Linked DNA regions of Mus musculus: all the other regions are linked to region 1. A link is a contact called in public HiChIP or PLAC-seq and promoter capture Hi-C data. All regions are on one chromosome and are shown on one strand. The core of a region is the stretch at or near the end of the contact, and the rest is flanking DNA. Distances in the headings are between cores, read along the strand shown. Region 1 holds the start of Ddx39a (DEAD box helicase 39a). Region 2 holds the start of Tnpo2 (transportin 2 (importin 3, karyopherin beta 2b)). Region 3 holds the start of Junb (jun B proto-oncogene). Region 4 holds the start of Syce2 (synaptonemal complex central element protein 2). Region 5 holds the start of Nfix (nuclear factor I/X).

The links. Promoter capture Hi-C pulls out the DNA fragments that hold promoters and counts their contacts. HiChIP or PLAC-seq counts read pairs in DNA pulled down with a chosen protein or histone mark. Capture Hi-C pulls out chosen DNA fragments and counts their contacts.
Region 2: a contact with region 1 is called in a promoter capture Hi-C map of liver, with 3 times the contacts expected there. The contact joins the promoter of Tnpo2 here to the promoter of Ddx39a in region 1. A contact is called at or near these places in 3 of 39 promoter capture datasets (cranial neural crest, liver and pre-B cells), 3 of 115 datasets of contacts at active chromatin or transcription factors (embryonic stem cells, fetal liver and pancreatic cancer cells) and 1 of 9 other capture datasets (liver).
Region 3: an H3K27ac HiChIP or PLAC-seq map of microglia shows a contact between it and region 1, with 8 times the contacts expected there. The contact joins the promoter of Junb here to the promoter of Ddx39a in region 1. A contact is called at or near these places in 1 of 39 promoter capture datasets (pre-B cells), 2 of 484 Hi-C or Micro-C datasets (B cells and the C2C12 cell line), 5 of 115 datasets of contacts at active chromatin or transcription factors (astrocytes, bone marrow-derived macrophages, memory CD8 T cells and 2 more) and 2 of 9 other capture datasets (adipose tissue and liver).
Region 4: an H3K27ac HiChIP or PLAC-seq map of embryonic stem cells shows a contact between it and region 1, with 2.5 times the contacts expected there. The contact joins the promoter of Syce2 here to the promoter of Ddx39a in region 1. A contact is called at or near these places in 2 of 39 promoter capture datasets (hippocampal neurons and pre-B cells), 1 of 115 datasets of contacts at active chromatin or transcription factors (embryonic stem cells) and 1 of 9 other capture datasets (adipose tissue).
Region 5: a contact with region 1 is called in a promoter capture Hi-C map of embryonic stem cells. The contact joins the promoter of Nfix here to the promoter of Ddx39a in region 1. A contact is called at or near these places in 1 of 39 promoter capture datasets (embryonic stem cells) and 1 of 115 datasets of contacts at active chromatin or transcription factors (pancreatic cancer cells).

The regions. Positions count from the first base shown.
Region 1 is chr8:83,713,731-83,716,536 of GRCm38.p6, reverse strand. It overlaps Ddx39a (DEAD box helicase 39a), which reads right to left and starts at 1,360. Exons shown (of 11, transcript NM_197982.3): 1 at 1,200-1,360.
Region 2 is chr8:85,035,434-85,038,239 of GRCm38.p6, reverse strand. It overlaps Tnpo2 (transportin 2 (importin 3, karyopherin beta 2b)), which reads right to left and starts at 1,347. Exons shown (of 25, transcript NM_001364032.1): 1 at 1,263-1,347.
Region 3 is chr8:84,977,371-84,980,176 of GRCm38.p6, reverse strand. Junb (jun B proto-oncogene) reads left to right here and starts at 1,429. Exons shown (of 1, transcript NM_008416.3): 1 at 1,429-2,806. The coding sequence starts at 1,748. The coding sequence ends at 2,782.
Region 4 is chr8:84,870,771-84,873,576 of GRCm38.p6, reverse strand. It overlaps Syce2 (synaptonemal complex central element protein 2), which reads right to left and starts at 1,466. Exons shown (of 5, transcript NM_027954.3): 1 at 1,324-1,466; 2 at 745-857. The coding sequence starts at 1,338.
Region 5 is chr8:84,798,958-84,801,763 of GRCm38.p6, reverse strand. It overlaps Nfix (nuclear factor I/X), which reads left to right and starts at 1,396. Exons shown (of 11, transcript NM_001371053.1): 1 at 1,396-1,766. The coding sequence starts at 1,740.

The sequences.
Region 1 (2,806 bases), core at 111-2,610:
TGCTAGAATATATTAAAAATGAATTCTAAAAAATGCCTGAGACAGGGACAGACAGATCTCTAGTTCCAGGCTAGCCTGGGCTACACAGTGAGATCTTGTTTCAACAACAACCAAAAAACTTTTAAGTTCTAAGACTGGCTAGGCAAGGTGGCCAATGTGGCTTAAGAATTAATGATGCTTTCACACGACCTGAGTTAGGTTTCTCAGTTTACATCCTTCTAACTCCAGGGTCAGTACTTCCGGCCTCCTAGAGCACCTGCACACAGGTAGTCATTCAAATATTTACACCTAAATAAAAAACTTCAAGAACAACCTCGATTTCAGGAGAACCTATCTTCTGGCCTCTCATATGTGTACTCTGTCTTTAGGCAGTACTGCTTTAAAAACATTTATTGTGCTGGTGAAAGGATAAATGTGAAGCCGGGCTTAGTGGGACACGCCTTTAATACCAGACCTCCGGGGACTGAGCCAAGTGGACCTCAGTGAGTTCGAGCCCGACCTGGTCTTCAGAGAGAGAGTTCAAGGACGACCAGGATTATGTAAAGAGATCCTGTCTCAAGAATCTAGGCACACAAAAGGTTCCGGGAACTAGTTGAGGCGCAACTCGGAGCGTATGGCCCCCCACCCCCAATACGTCAGGCCTTGCTTCAACCAGGAAAATGAAACAAGTGAACCCAGACTGTCACAGACCTAAAGTTTCAACTATAGGTCCAGGCAGACCAGAGGCAACGGGCTGAACCGGCCTCACACCGGGAAAGCGACGCCGAGTGAATGGCCACGTTCCTAAGAGGCGCGACACTGGCCTTCCGCATCAGAGTCTGGAGAAGAATCTCCTGGGCGAGCGGCGGAACAAGACGGGAAGCCGGTGACTGCAGACTCGGGACGTCTGCCCAGATAGCCTGAGTCCTCTCGCCGTGACCGAAAACGCAGTGTGGATCCGCCCGGTCCCTCAATCCCACCACGGTACACATGGGGCCTCCGAGAGCCGCCATTCCCATCACCGTCCCCGGAAGCCGACCTACTAACGGCTGGCCCGCCCCTGGCGCATGCTCAATGGAGCCCAACGGCCGCCGGCTCGAGGTGCCTAACCGTCCCGCTGCTGTGCGCCCACTCCTCCCGCTGCACCGCGCCCCGCAGCTTCCCTTTCGGCGAACCCACAGCCCCGCACCGCGGCCCCGGCCTCGGGACCCGCCACTTACCTGCCGCCCGGTTCGCCTCCGCGAGCTGCAAAGAGAGCCACCCGTCCGGTTCTACGCCGCGACCCTGGACGCGCGCTACAGTGCTTCCTGCCTGGAGCCCAACTCGAGTCTCGCTCACTGGATAGCTGGCTTATCACTCAACAGAGGAAAGGATGATGGTTGGTTTATAAGGACGCTGTCGACCGGCTATTGGGCGTACCTAGACTCAGGTTCATTGGGCAGTCGTAAAGTAGGCGTGTCCAAAGGGGGAGTGGGCTAAGCGGCGGTTCCCGCCCAGTCACGTGAGATGAGTTAAGGGCCACAGTGGATACTGCCACTTTTAGCTGGCATCCGCACGTTAATTGCGCGTGTATGTGCCCCAGCTTTTTAAAGTGTCCTTGCCTGCCTAGCTTAGAAGCCCTGACTCTTTTGTTTGGTTGTATCATTTCGAGACAGGGTTTCTCTGGGTAGCCCTGCTGTCATGGAACAACTCCATCTGTGACCAGGCTGTCCTCAAGAGATCTGCCTGCCTCTTCCTCCATGTGATTGAAGGTGTGAGTGCTGTGATTAAAAGCGTCCACCACCACGCCCAGCCCCCCTTTTTAAAAAGATTTATTTATTTTTGGTTTTCGAGACAGGGTTTCTCTGTGAAGCCCTAGCTGTCCTGGAACTCACTCTGTAGACCAGGCTGGCCTCGAACTCAGAAATCCGTCTGCCTCTGCCTCCCAAGTGCTGGGATTAAAGGCGTACACCACCAGGCCTGGCAAGATTTATTTATTATTACATCTTAGTACACTGTAGCTGTTCAGACAGCACCAGAAGAGGGCGTCAGATCTCATTACAGATGGTTGAGTCATGATGTGGTTGCTGGGATTTGAACTCAGGACCTGTGAAAGAACAGTCAGCGTTCTTAACCGCTGAGCCATCTCTCCAGCCCTTGTTTTTCTTACCCCTACATTGTACCACCACCAAAACAAAAATCCCAGGCCGTAAACTGAGCTCATAGTTCCAGAAAGCCAGCTCTTTGGGGATTGCAGAAGAAAAGCAGCTGCCTGACCCCAGATATCTGGTGATAGAAAAAGACCTTGTCTAAGGAAAACAGCTAACCCCCATTCTGCCCCTATGAAACCTTCTTCTCCCTTCCCCATCCTTAGCTATAAAATCCCCAGCCTGAAACACAATCTACATTGTCTAGATCATGGTACTGAGAGGCTACCTGCCAGATAAATAAACTCTAGATGTTAATGCTGTCTACACTCATCCTTTCTTTCCACAAACATAATTCTTTCTCTCTCTCTCTCTCTCTCTCTCTCTCTCTCTCTCTCTCTCTCTCTCAAAACAAAACAAAACAAAACAAACAAACAAACAAACAAACAAACAAAAACCAGTCAGAGTGGCACAGAACTTTAGTCCCAGTTCTCTAGAAGCAGAGAACTCTGCTTTCAACTAGCCTGGTCTACATAGGATAGTTAGAGGCAGGCAGAATTCTTTGAGTCCAAGGCCAGCCTTGTCTATACAGTAAAGTCCAGGATAGCCAGGGCTACAAAGAGAGACTCTGTTTCAAAACACAAACACAAAATGAACAAACAAACTGCCCACACATCTAGATTCCATCCCTGCAGAGCTGA
Region 2 (2,806 bases), core at 98-2,597, 1.3 Mb before region 1:
GTCCAAGTGCGGGGTCCCCGCCAGCTAAGCCATCCTCGGCCACGCAGTCGCGGGCTCGGGAGTGCGAGTGGGGGGAATATAAAAGCGGGCCATCAGGACCAGCGGCGGGGGCGCGACGGATCCACATCGAGCCTAACGAGGAACCCTCTTTCCAAAGCGATCCACGCCACCGCCGCCCCCGGTTACGGGCCTCACGGCTTCCGCCTCCCTCCAGGGCGAGGGGCCCCGCCCCAGCGGTCTTTCAGGTGAAGGCTCAGTCCACGAGGATTCCCTTCCCCAAAATCCAGCCTTCCAGCTCCACTAGATGCCAGCCGCCTCCTAGATTTCTGAGCTCCTCTAGGTCCCTAAGCGCCCAGATCTTGCTCATCCCTGCTCCCTCTTCTAAACCGGCTCTACAAGCTCAGTAGACGCCACATGGCCCCCTTTCTGACCTAGACGCGGCCCTGTGACCCTCCTTAACCAGAATACAAGCAATACCCGATAGGTTTCCAATGTCTCTTTGAATGAGAGCCAGTCAGAATCACCCAACCCACGACCAAAGCCCCCAATGCCCGCTGCCTGCCCCCAATCAGATCTGGCCAAGCTTCTCTAGCTCTTACCCTCCGCCCCAGTCAGCAGGAATTAATGCTGACGGACCTCTGGCAGCTCCCCCAATCAAATTCCCCTAAGCCCCCTCCCACCCCCTCACCCCCGATCACTTCACGTCGGAGACCCCATCCGTCCAATCCCTGCAGCTTCCCTTACAGAGTCCCGCACAAACACCCGCCCGGTGCGCTACCCTCAACGGATCCCACCACCGCCTCGCAGCCAGACTCAGCAAAGCCCTCTGGTCTCAAGTCTGACGCCCCTCCCTATTAGGACTAAACAACCTTCCCCTCTCAACTTTCAAGGCTGTCTCCCCCGAATCAGACCCAACCAAGCCCCGCCGAAACAGATCCCCACACACACCCGATCCACGCGACGTCCCCCGACGATTCCCCCAATCAGCGCCCCTCCAGCCCGACCCCAGCCGCCCCACTGGCCCGCATCTCGTGGCACCCGAACCTGCCCGGGCGCCGAGGCCCCACCCCTTGAGATCAGATCAGCTCCCCCTCCCCCGCCCGGCCCGTTCTGCCGGCCTCGAGAGCTGGCCCAACCCGGTACCCCGCCTCTCAGCCGGGCGCGACCCCGACGCCTGGGCGGCGCGCGGCGCAGGCCCAGAACCCAGGGAGGTTCGAGGCGAGCTGAAGCCAAGGGGCCCCGGCCGAGCGAGGCCCACCTACCAGGCCCCGGGAGGCAGCGGCGGCGCCTAAGTGCTGCAGCTTCTCCAGAGGCTCGCGCGGAAGGAGGGAGCCAGAGGCAGGGAATTAAAAAAAAAAAAAAAAAAAAAAAATTAAACGCGGCCGAAATGAACAATTTCGGCTTCCGTACGCCGTTCAAACTGGCCTACCAAAGCCAATCGGAGAGCGAAGCACTCACACGTGATCTGGCACAGAGTGGCCCTGGCCAAGTTGAGTCACGTGAGAGAATAAGTACCGCCTCTAGGCCTCTCTTGCCATTAGGTCCTCCCAGCGTCTCGTTTCCTTTTCCTTACTGCAGCTTTCTTCTTTCTTCTTTAACGTATATTGGTATTTTTGTCTGAACCATGTGCGCGCAGTGCCGTGGGGATCAGAAGATTGCATTGGATGCCTGTGAAGCTGGTGGTGGTGAGCCATGTGGATGCTGAAATCAAACCTGGGTCCTCTACGAGAGCCCACAGTACTCTTAACTGGCCCCAGCCCCACTGAGTTGCAGATTTTGCTGGAGCTAGAAATTTAGTAGTGCATGGGTGTTTTCGGTGTGTAATGGACCTAGGAATCCTTCAACTACAGCTAACCGTGTCCTTACTACAACTCCCTAAAATTTAAACTGTTCCGCAGTCCGGCGTGCCTCAGAACTGGATTGGGAGGGAGGGAGGGCAGGGATAGGGAATAAGGCAACAGTAGACCCCTCTGGTGCCAGGAAAGCTACATCACAAAACCCTTTGATCAAAAATAAGTTAAAATGAAGCCGGGCAGTGGCGGCGCACCCCTTTAACCCCAGCACTCCCTGATCTATGGAACTGGTTCCAGGACAGCCAAGGCTACACAGAGAAACTGGGGGAGGGGGTTAAAATGTAACTTTCTCTTTCGCTCCCCTAAACAGCACTACACCGACGTAAAGAGCAGGGCAGGCAGCTGGCGGTGCTGGATTTTACTAGAGCAACTGTCCTGTTATTGTTCAATGCTGTTTAAACACTTTTTACATGGGACTGAAAAATAACACGTGGCCATTTTTTGTTCTGTTTTTCGTGACAGGGTTTCTCTGTGTAGCTCTGGCTGTCCTGGAACTCAATCTGTAGTCCAGGCTGTCCTCGAACTGAGAATCCGCCAGCCTCTGCCTCCCAAGTGCTGGGATTCAAGGCATGCGCCACCGGATTTATGTTTGTTTTGCCTGCATTTATGTCTGCATCACGTTTCTGACGAGACAGTCAGGTGTTGAATCTCCTGGAACTAGAGCTACAAGACAGTTGTGAGCTGCCATATACGATTGCTGGCACTCAAAACCAGGGTCCTGTAGCAAAGCAACAAGTGCACTTAATCGCTGAGTCATCTTATTCAGCCCCTGGCAATAACTTCTAAAATAAAACAAGGCAGCTAAATTCGATCAGAAGACCTAATCCCTTAACCTACCTTAAAAGTGAGATGAGGATTGCCCAGAGCAATTTAGGCAAGAGCCAGGTCATGAATGCTTCTGCCGTTTGAATTCAGTAGTTTTTCCTTTTCAGCCGTACACCATTATAGAATTG
Region 3 (2,806 bases), core at 180-2,679, 1.3 Mb before region 1:
TCCTGTGCCCTAATATGGGTGCTGGGGAGAGAAATTCAGGGGGGGGTGCCCCGCCCCCAATCTAATTCACGGACTCCAGCCTGTTGCCTTGGTGACGAGGCCCCGCTCCCAGGCTGCATCCCCCTCCAGCCGGCCAATGGAACAGTCCTCGGCTGCCAGGCTTATTAGTCGCCGATGGTTGCAGGCTGAACCATTTCTAGATGGGGGAGATCAGACTATGACTAGAAGCGTCTGTAGCTGGGTTGTGACTTCCCCAAGGGTCGCTTGCCGAGGTTCCTCTTCCCAGGCGCAGAATTTGGCAGGCCCAGGGTAGGGTGCACCATCCCCTAGGCTCACAATGACGAGACAGGGCCGGGCTCTTTCCCCCTCGGGGCTGTTGCCACACTTCCTGCCTCGGCTCTCTTTCCCTAGCCTGTTTCTAAGGAAGGGAGTGGGGTTGGGCGACCGCACCCCAGCTATCCCGCCCCATCGGCCCTCCAAAAGCTGACAGGATATCGGGCGAGCCCCGGGTGACTAAGGGAGGGCTTTGGGCTGAGGTACTGGGCATGTCAGTGCCCTAGGGACCACCTACGAGGTACAGCCTCATTCGTACAAGTCCTGGTCTCTGGGATCCTCCGAGTCATCTTCTCAGGAAGATCTCAGATACCCTCCTGTCATTGCCTTCATAGCTCGGAAGGAAGCTATGTCGTGACCATTTTAATTCTCTGCCAGAGTTCTGCAAATATCCACAATGACCCCAACCTTTGCTAGATATGTTCCCATCTTTCTACTCCGATTACCTCAGCGTCCCCAGGACCTTTGTTCTGAATATCTAAATTGACCTCCCCAAAATTCCTTCCCTTTTCCACTTATGGGGAAACCCTCAGACTCATCTATGGACTCTAGAGCCCCTACTCATTTCTTGTACAATAGGTACCTGAGCCCTGTTGTGTCTTGGCCCTTTCCTCCCAACTGACAATTCCAGTTCTTTAAGCACTTTGTACCCGGGACCTCTGGTTAATTCCTAGGCCAAATGTTAACAATTGCCCCTGTTTTGTATCTTCTCTGTTTTCTGGGGTCTTCTACTGTATTGTCAGTTCACAAGCCACAGCTACCCTGGGTCCCACGAGACTTTTCCGGGGATATCCTAAGGTATCCAATCTCCACTTGCAGTGTATCTCATAAGCACCTGGCTGTACTCCCGCAGTTCTAGCCCCTATGTGCCTCGGCCCCTCAACATCCCTTTGCTTGTGTGTCTCTGTCTCCACAGCCCCTCCCCCTGCAGCCGCGCAGAGCCACCCGGCTCGTGGCCGCTGTTTACAAGGACACGCGCTTCCTGACAGTGACGCGAGCCGCCTCCTCCCCTTCCCCACGCTCTAGGAGGGGGCCGCGGGGGCCTGGCTCCCGCGTCGGCCAATCGGAGTGCACTTCCGCAGCTGACAAATTCAGTATAAAAGCTTGGGGCTGGGGCCGAGCACTGGGGACTTTGAGGGTGGCCAGGCCAGCGTAGGATCCTGCTGGGAGCGGGGAACTGAGGGAAGCGACGCCGAGAAAGCAGGCGCACCACGGAGGGAGAGAAAATCTCCGGAAGCCCAGCAGCGCCTTTACGCACAGCTGCCAACTGGCCGCTGCTGACCGTCTCCAGCTCCCGAGGACGCGCGACCGGACACCGGGTCCTGCCACAGCCGAGGACAGCTCGCCGCTCGCCGCAGCGAGGCCCGGGGCGGCCCTTCAGGGGGACCTTTCCCAGATCGCCCAGGCCGCCCGGATGTGCACGAAAATGGAACAGCCTTTCTATCACGACGACTCTTACGCAGCGGCGGGATACGGTCGGAGCCCTGGCAGCCTGTCTCTACACGACTACAAACTCCTGAAACCCACCTTGGCGCTCAACCTGGCGGATCCCTATCGGGGTCTCAAGGGTCCTGGGGCGCGGGGTCCAGGCCCGGAGGGCAGTGGGGCAGGCAGCTACTTTTCGGGTCAGGGATCAGACACAGGCGCATCTCTGAAGCTAGCCTCCACGGAACTGGAGCGCTTGATCGTCCCCAACAGCAACGGCGTGATCACGACGACGCCCACGCCTCCGGGACAGTACTTTTACCCCCGTGGGGGTGGCAGCGGTGGAGGTACAGGGGGCGGCGTCACCGAGGAGCAGGAGGGCTTTGCGGACGGTTTTGTCAAAGCCCTGGACGACCTGCACAAGATGAACCACGTGACGCCCCCCAACGTGTCCCTGGGCGCCAGCGGGGGTCCCCAGGCCGGCCCAGGGGGCGTCTATGCTGGTCCGGAGCCGCCTCCCGTCTACACCAACCTCAGCAGTTACTCCCCAGCCTCTGCACCCTCTGGAGGCTCCGGGACCGCCGTCGGGACTGGGAGCTCATACCCGACGGCCACCATCAGCTACCTCCCACATGCACCACCCTTTGCGGGCGGCCACCCGGCACAGCTGGGCTTGAGTCGCGGCGCTTCCGCCTTTAAAGAGGAACCGCAGACCGTACCGGAGGCACGCAGCCGCGACGCCACGCCGCCTGTGTCCCCCATCAACATGGAAGACCAGGAGCGCATCAAAGTGGAGCGAAAGCGGCTGCGGAACAGGCTGGCGGCCACCAAGTGCCGGAAGCGGAAGCTGGAGCGCATCGCGCGCCTGGAGGACAAGGTGAAGACACTCAAGGCTGAGAACGCGGGGCTGTCGAGTGCTGCCGGTCTCCTACGGGAGCAAGTGGCGCAGCTCAAGCAGAAGGTCATGACCCATGTCAGCAACGGCTGCCAGTTGCTGCTAGGGGTCAAGGGACACGCCTTCTGAGAGCCTCCCTTGCCCCATACGGAC
Region 4 (2,806 bases), core at 217-2,716, 1.2 Mb before region 1:
CACACACATATAAATCCACAAAAGAATTGAGAAACTAGCCGGGCAGCAGTGGCACATGCCTTTAATCCCAGCACTTGGGAGGTAGAAGCAGGTGGGTTTCTGAGTTCGTGGCCAGCCTGGTCTACATAGTGTGTTCCAGGACAGCCAGAGTTACACAGAGAAACCCTGTCTCCAAAAAAAAAAAAAAAGAAAAAAGAAAAAGAAAGAAAAACAAAAACCAAGAGAAAATGAGTCTAAACATGAGGATTCTATGCATCCTGAAATTAAACCTTGTGGATATCAAAAGGAGACTGCCAGTACCCAGAACCAATGTGGGCACCTGTTGTTAGCATTTCCTGTAGGCTCCGCCCAAGAGTTACCTAGCAACAGCCAGGTAAGACCCTGGCTCACAGGTAAGGACTATTTGGCTCTGGTGTCTGTCTCCCCTCCCCTCCTCTCTCTCCATCTTCCCTCTCTCTCCATCTTTCCATTTCCTCCCTCTTTCGCTCTCGCTCTCTATTTTCCTCCACCTCTCCCTTCTCGCCAGTAAACTTCCTCTATATGAGGTCTGTCTCATGGCTGTCCTCACGAGGACACCTAGGCCGGGCCCGCCACGGTGCTCCACTTGTCCTCTGCGGCTTCATAAAACACCAACCTGGAAGGTGTTAAATCACCCGTGGACCAAGGCCCAGGGCAGACCACGTGGAATGACCTACGTGACCAAGGCGGGGCCCCGGAAGGGCAGCTGGGCCTGTCACTCCTCACCTCGGGGCCACTGAGCCGGGCGTCTCCTCGTGGTTCTCACTCTGCCGATGCTCTCCGCTCTCCACAATCGCCGGCGGCTCCTGGTCCTTTAACTCCACGGGAGGCGCGGCCACCTGCGAGCGCAGCCAGCTCTGAGAGGCGGGGTGGGGAAGCTCAAAAGGGACGCGCTAGCAGGGAGGCCCCGGGGTCAGGACCCTCGGGGCCGCAATGGGGGGCGCGCTAACACCTTCCCGCGGAGAGTAGTTAAAAGGAGGCCGAGTGTGGCACACGCCTCGAACCCCTCCTCAGCCTCGGGAGGCGGAGGCAGGCAACCGCTGAGGGTTCGAGGCCCGGCCTGGTCTACACCGTGTGCTGTCTTCGACCAGCTCCTGAAGCGCACCGCACCCCCTCACAGCCTCGTCCACCAGGCCCCACCGTCTCGTTAGTCAGGAAACCTCGCCTCTCCCGGCAAGAGGCGGCTCCAACCGCGGGGAACAGGGCCCGGGTTCGAATGTGTGGAGGAAGTCTCTGTTCCCCGCGGCCCTAAGCCCCGTCGCCCGCCTCCCGCCGCCCGCACACGGGAAACCGCACCGCACTCACTCCGTGGCGCTCCATTCCGTCTTTTCCCGCCTCAGCGCCCTCTGCGCACGCCACGCCCCCTGCACGCCCCGCCCCGAGCACGTGCTGAATGAAACGCGCCCTGGCCCCGCCCCCGCCCCCCCCCCCCCGGGGGCGGCGAACTCGAAGGCCCTCCGAACTGGCTCTGCCTTTTGGGCTATGCTGGTGCTATGTGGTAACAGACGGATTTGTGTTGTATGGACCGGTGGGCGTCTGAGCTCATAATGCGTAGGTGCGGGACTCGGGGTCACCTGTGGCCCTCAAGAGTTTGAGGAATTCACACTGCGTCAGAGTTCCGCCCCTTCGATCTACAGTTTGTGTGGCGGCAGTGTCTTTTTAAGACAGGGTTTCTCAGTGTTTCCCTGACTGTCCTAGAACTAGCTCTGTACATCAGACTGGCCTCAAACTCACACTCTCCTGCCTCTGCGGCTAGAGTGCTGGGATCAAAAGTATGCGCCACTAGTGCCCAGATCAAATTCTTTTGGAACAGGGTTCCACTATGTCCCAGCCTAGGACTCTGTAAACCAGGCTGACCTAGAACTCTGAGATCAGCTTGCCTCTCTGCCTTGGAATTGAAGGCAGGCACCACCTAGGAACAACCTTCATTTTATTTTATTTACATGTTATATATGATTTAAACTACTTTTGGGCACCTTCCAACTAAGGCCAGAAGAGGGCATCAGATCCCCTAGTTATAAGCCTCCTGGCATGGATTTTGAAAACCTAATTCCTGTTCCCTGATGCTCTTCATCGATGAGCTGAATTTTATTTTTGTTTTACGTTTGACCTATTTTGTGCATGCCTATGTGCCATCCACTCCGGGAGTGTGGAAGTCAGAGGACAGCCTGAACGAGTCCACAATCTCCTTCCACCGTGTGGGTCATGGAGATGCAACTCAGGTCATCAGACTAGGCAAGCACCTGTACCCACTGAGCCATCTAGAGGGATCTCTTGTGTTTAAGTGGTTTTTTAATACACATTTTTACGGGTGTGGGTGTTTTGACTGCATATATTTATTTCTATACTACGTGTGTGCATAGTGCCCATAGTGGCCAGAAAAGAGGTTCAGGTCCCCTGAGGCTGGAATTACAATTGTGAGCCACCATATGGGTGCTTAAAATTAGACTTGGTCCTCTGCAGGACAAACCAGTACTTAACCTCTGAGCCATCTTTTCAACCCTTTCTGTTTTTGCTGCTACATCCCTAGCAGCTTGGGGCCTGAAATGCTATGTGAGGGAATGAAGAAAGGACAGACACACAGTGAAACTGGGATCCGGTGGCTTCTCTAATGCTATGGCTGCAACCTGGACCCTCAGCTATTTATTAAATACAGCACAGCTAGTCTTGGTAGGAAGAATCTGGGGGTGAGCAATCCTAGCCTGCAAACACCAGGAGAGGAAGCCAGATCTGCTAGCCTTTGTACACTGGTTGATTATCTGGAAGCCATCATTCTGGAACTCTAGGG
Region 5 (2,806 bases), core at 147-2,646, 1.1 Mb before region 1:
TGCCACAGCTTCTTGGCTGGGGGGTGGGGGTGGGGACTGACAAGGTGCTGGCTGCACCTAGCAATAGGAGGGAGCTCTACCTTGGTGGGATCTGCCTGGGGACTGGGGCACAGTCTTCCCATCAACCTAGAGTCACCCAACAGTTCTCTATGTCCTACTTCAGAGTTTCCAGTACCCCCTTCCCAGCTTCTTTCTTCCCTCCCTCTCTGTGAAGACTTTTCCTTTCTCTCTCTGTTGCGAGAGAGAGAGAGAGAGAGAGAGAGAGAGAGAGAGAGAGAGAGAGAGAGAGAGAGAGAGAGTGAGAGAGAGAGAGAGAGAGAGAGTGTGTGTGTGTGTGTGTGTGTGTGTGTGTGTTTTGAAACAGGGTCTCAGTACACAGGTCAAGCCAGCCTCAAACTATGTAGCTCAGGCTGGTCTACAGCTCAGTTATAATTTTTCTCTTGGAGCTTCTGAGTGCAGGGATTGCAGACAGATGCCATATGCCAACCCACCCCACCTCATTCCCATCTGCAGTGGAAATGGGGAATCCTGGGCCTGCAATGGGCTGGAGCATCACCACAATACAAATAATGTTCCTAAGTCCCAGGACATGTGCAAAGCTATGGGAGACATATGAAGGGTAAGGGTGGTGTGTGTGTGTGTGTGCGCGCGCATGCATGCGTGTTATACTTGAGAGAGTTTTTACAGAACCTGCCAGCTGTTTTGCTATCAGGATTGTAGATCAGTGTGCCCTAGGTCTGGGGTATATCTGGCCAACTCAATGTATAACGTGTGTGTGTGTGTGTGTGTGTGTGTGTGTGTATGTACAGTGATACTTTGTGTCCTTTGTATGGGGGCTCCCATGTGTCAGTGTCACCATGTCTGGGTTGCCATAGCTGTCTTCCAAGATATTTTGGCGTGGCTGTGTGTTGGTGTGTCATTGTGTATCCAGAGTGTGACAAGGTATATATGGTTGTGTGATCGTGTGTGTCAATATTCTGCAGGAACATGTGTGGCACGTGCATGTATGTTAGTGTGGCTCTCCGCATCTGTCTGCATTGGGACGACATGTGACAGTAGGTGGTGTGTGGCTCTTGCTCGTGTCTGTGCCCGGTGTGCACCGCCGTCTGCTGCGACTCCATGAGGAATAGGCCCTGCGTTCCTTCGTGACATTTGTGCCCGTCCAAGCCCTGCTGCGTGTCAGCGTGTGTCGGCGCCCGAACGCCGGCCAGCACGTGTCGGGGCGGCCGCGTCGGTGTGCGTCCCCGCGTGTATGTGTGTGTGCGTGTGTGCGTGTGTGCATGTGTGTGCGCGCCGGCCGCGCTCACCCGCCCCGCCCGCCCCTCCCCGCGCCCCTCCTCCCGCCCGCGCCGCCCGCCCGCTCCCTCTCCCCGGAGTGCGCCGCTTCCAAACTTTGTCTAAACTTTCACTTTCACAGCGCGGCGGCGGCGGCGGCGGCGGCGGTGGCGGGCGAGGGCGAGCGGCCGAGCGGCGGCGGCATGGAGTAGACGCGCGGCGGCGGCGGCGGCGGCGGCGGACGCGAGAGGCAGCGGCGAGCGCGGCGGCGGCCCGGAGCCCGCGGGGCCGAGCCTGTGAGCGCGGAGCGGCGGCGGGCCGAGCGGGGCCGCGGGCCGGGCGGGCGCCGCGCGGCAGAGGCCGGAGCAGCGGAGCCGGAGCCCGAGCGCCAGCCAGCGCGACGCCGCCTGCCGGGCCTGCCCTCGCCGCGGCCGGCCTCCGCGCTCGCGCCCGGGCGCCCAGCGATGTACTCCCCGTACTGCCTCACCCAGGTACCGGCCGCCGCCCCCGCGCCCCGGGAGGGCCGGGCCGGGGTCCCGCAGGCGCGCGGGCAGCGGGCGGGGCGCGGGGGCGCTGCCCCGGGGCGCGCGGCAGGAGTGCGTGGAGAGGGGGCGAGGGGCGAACGCGCGCGGCGGGGTGCGGCGGACAGCGGACCCCTGCTGCTGCGCGGCGACGCGGCGTGGTGGCAGGCGCGGGCGGGCAGGGTGACACGGCGGCAGGAGGCAGAGTGGCCCCGGGGCGCGGGGGAGCACGGGCGGGCGGCGTTCCGTGCGCGCGGCGCGGCGCGGCCGCCCCGGGGTGGCAGTGGCGGGCGTGTGGGCAGCGGCTCTGCGTGCGGCTGGGGTGCCCCGGGCGGCCCGAGCGGCCCGGGCGTCTCCCCAAAGTCTTTGTTCAGGCCTCGCATGGGAGCGGGGCTGAGAAAATGGCGGGGCTCCCAAATTTCGGAGGGGCAGGGGAGGGGAGGGAGGGACGGGCGTGCTGCCAGCCCGGGCCGCGCCTCTCTGCGGATCCTGGACGTTTGCAGACGCGGCTCCCCGGCCCCAAACTTTCCTCCGTGCAAACTTTCCGGTCTCGAAGACCAGGACCGCCGCTGCGTGAACCTGGAAGTGCCCCGGGGAATCCCGGTCCGCTACCCGCAGGCGGGAAGGGCGGGAGCGGCGGCGGCCACCGCAGGTCGACCCTGTTGGGATCAGCCGTCGGGTCAGCCTCGGGCACAGCAGCGCCGACCTTGGCGTGCTTCGGGAGCGCGAGCGCGAGAACGCGTCCCGCCTCCAGCGAAGTTCCCTGCGCTATGGTGTAGCGGAGGCTCAGGCCTGGAGCGTGCCTGATCTGCCACCCCACTCTTTTTAGCCGTGACTCCAAGCTCTGAGAGGGCACCAGCCAGACCAACCCAGATCTAGAGGGGCCCTCACAGCTCTATCTGCAGGACCAGGCCAGGGCAGATGACAGATTTCGGCAGGCAGAGGGAATTTGTGGAGGTTGTCTAGCCTTGCCTGCTGGCCAGGCCTGTCTGTGGGAGCTCTCTAGGCCA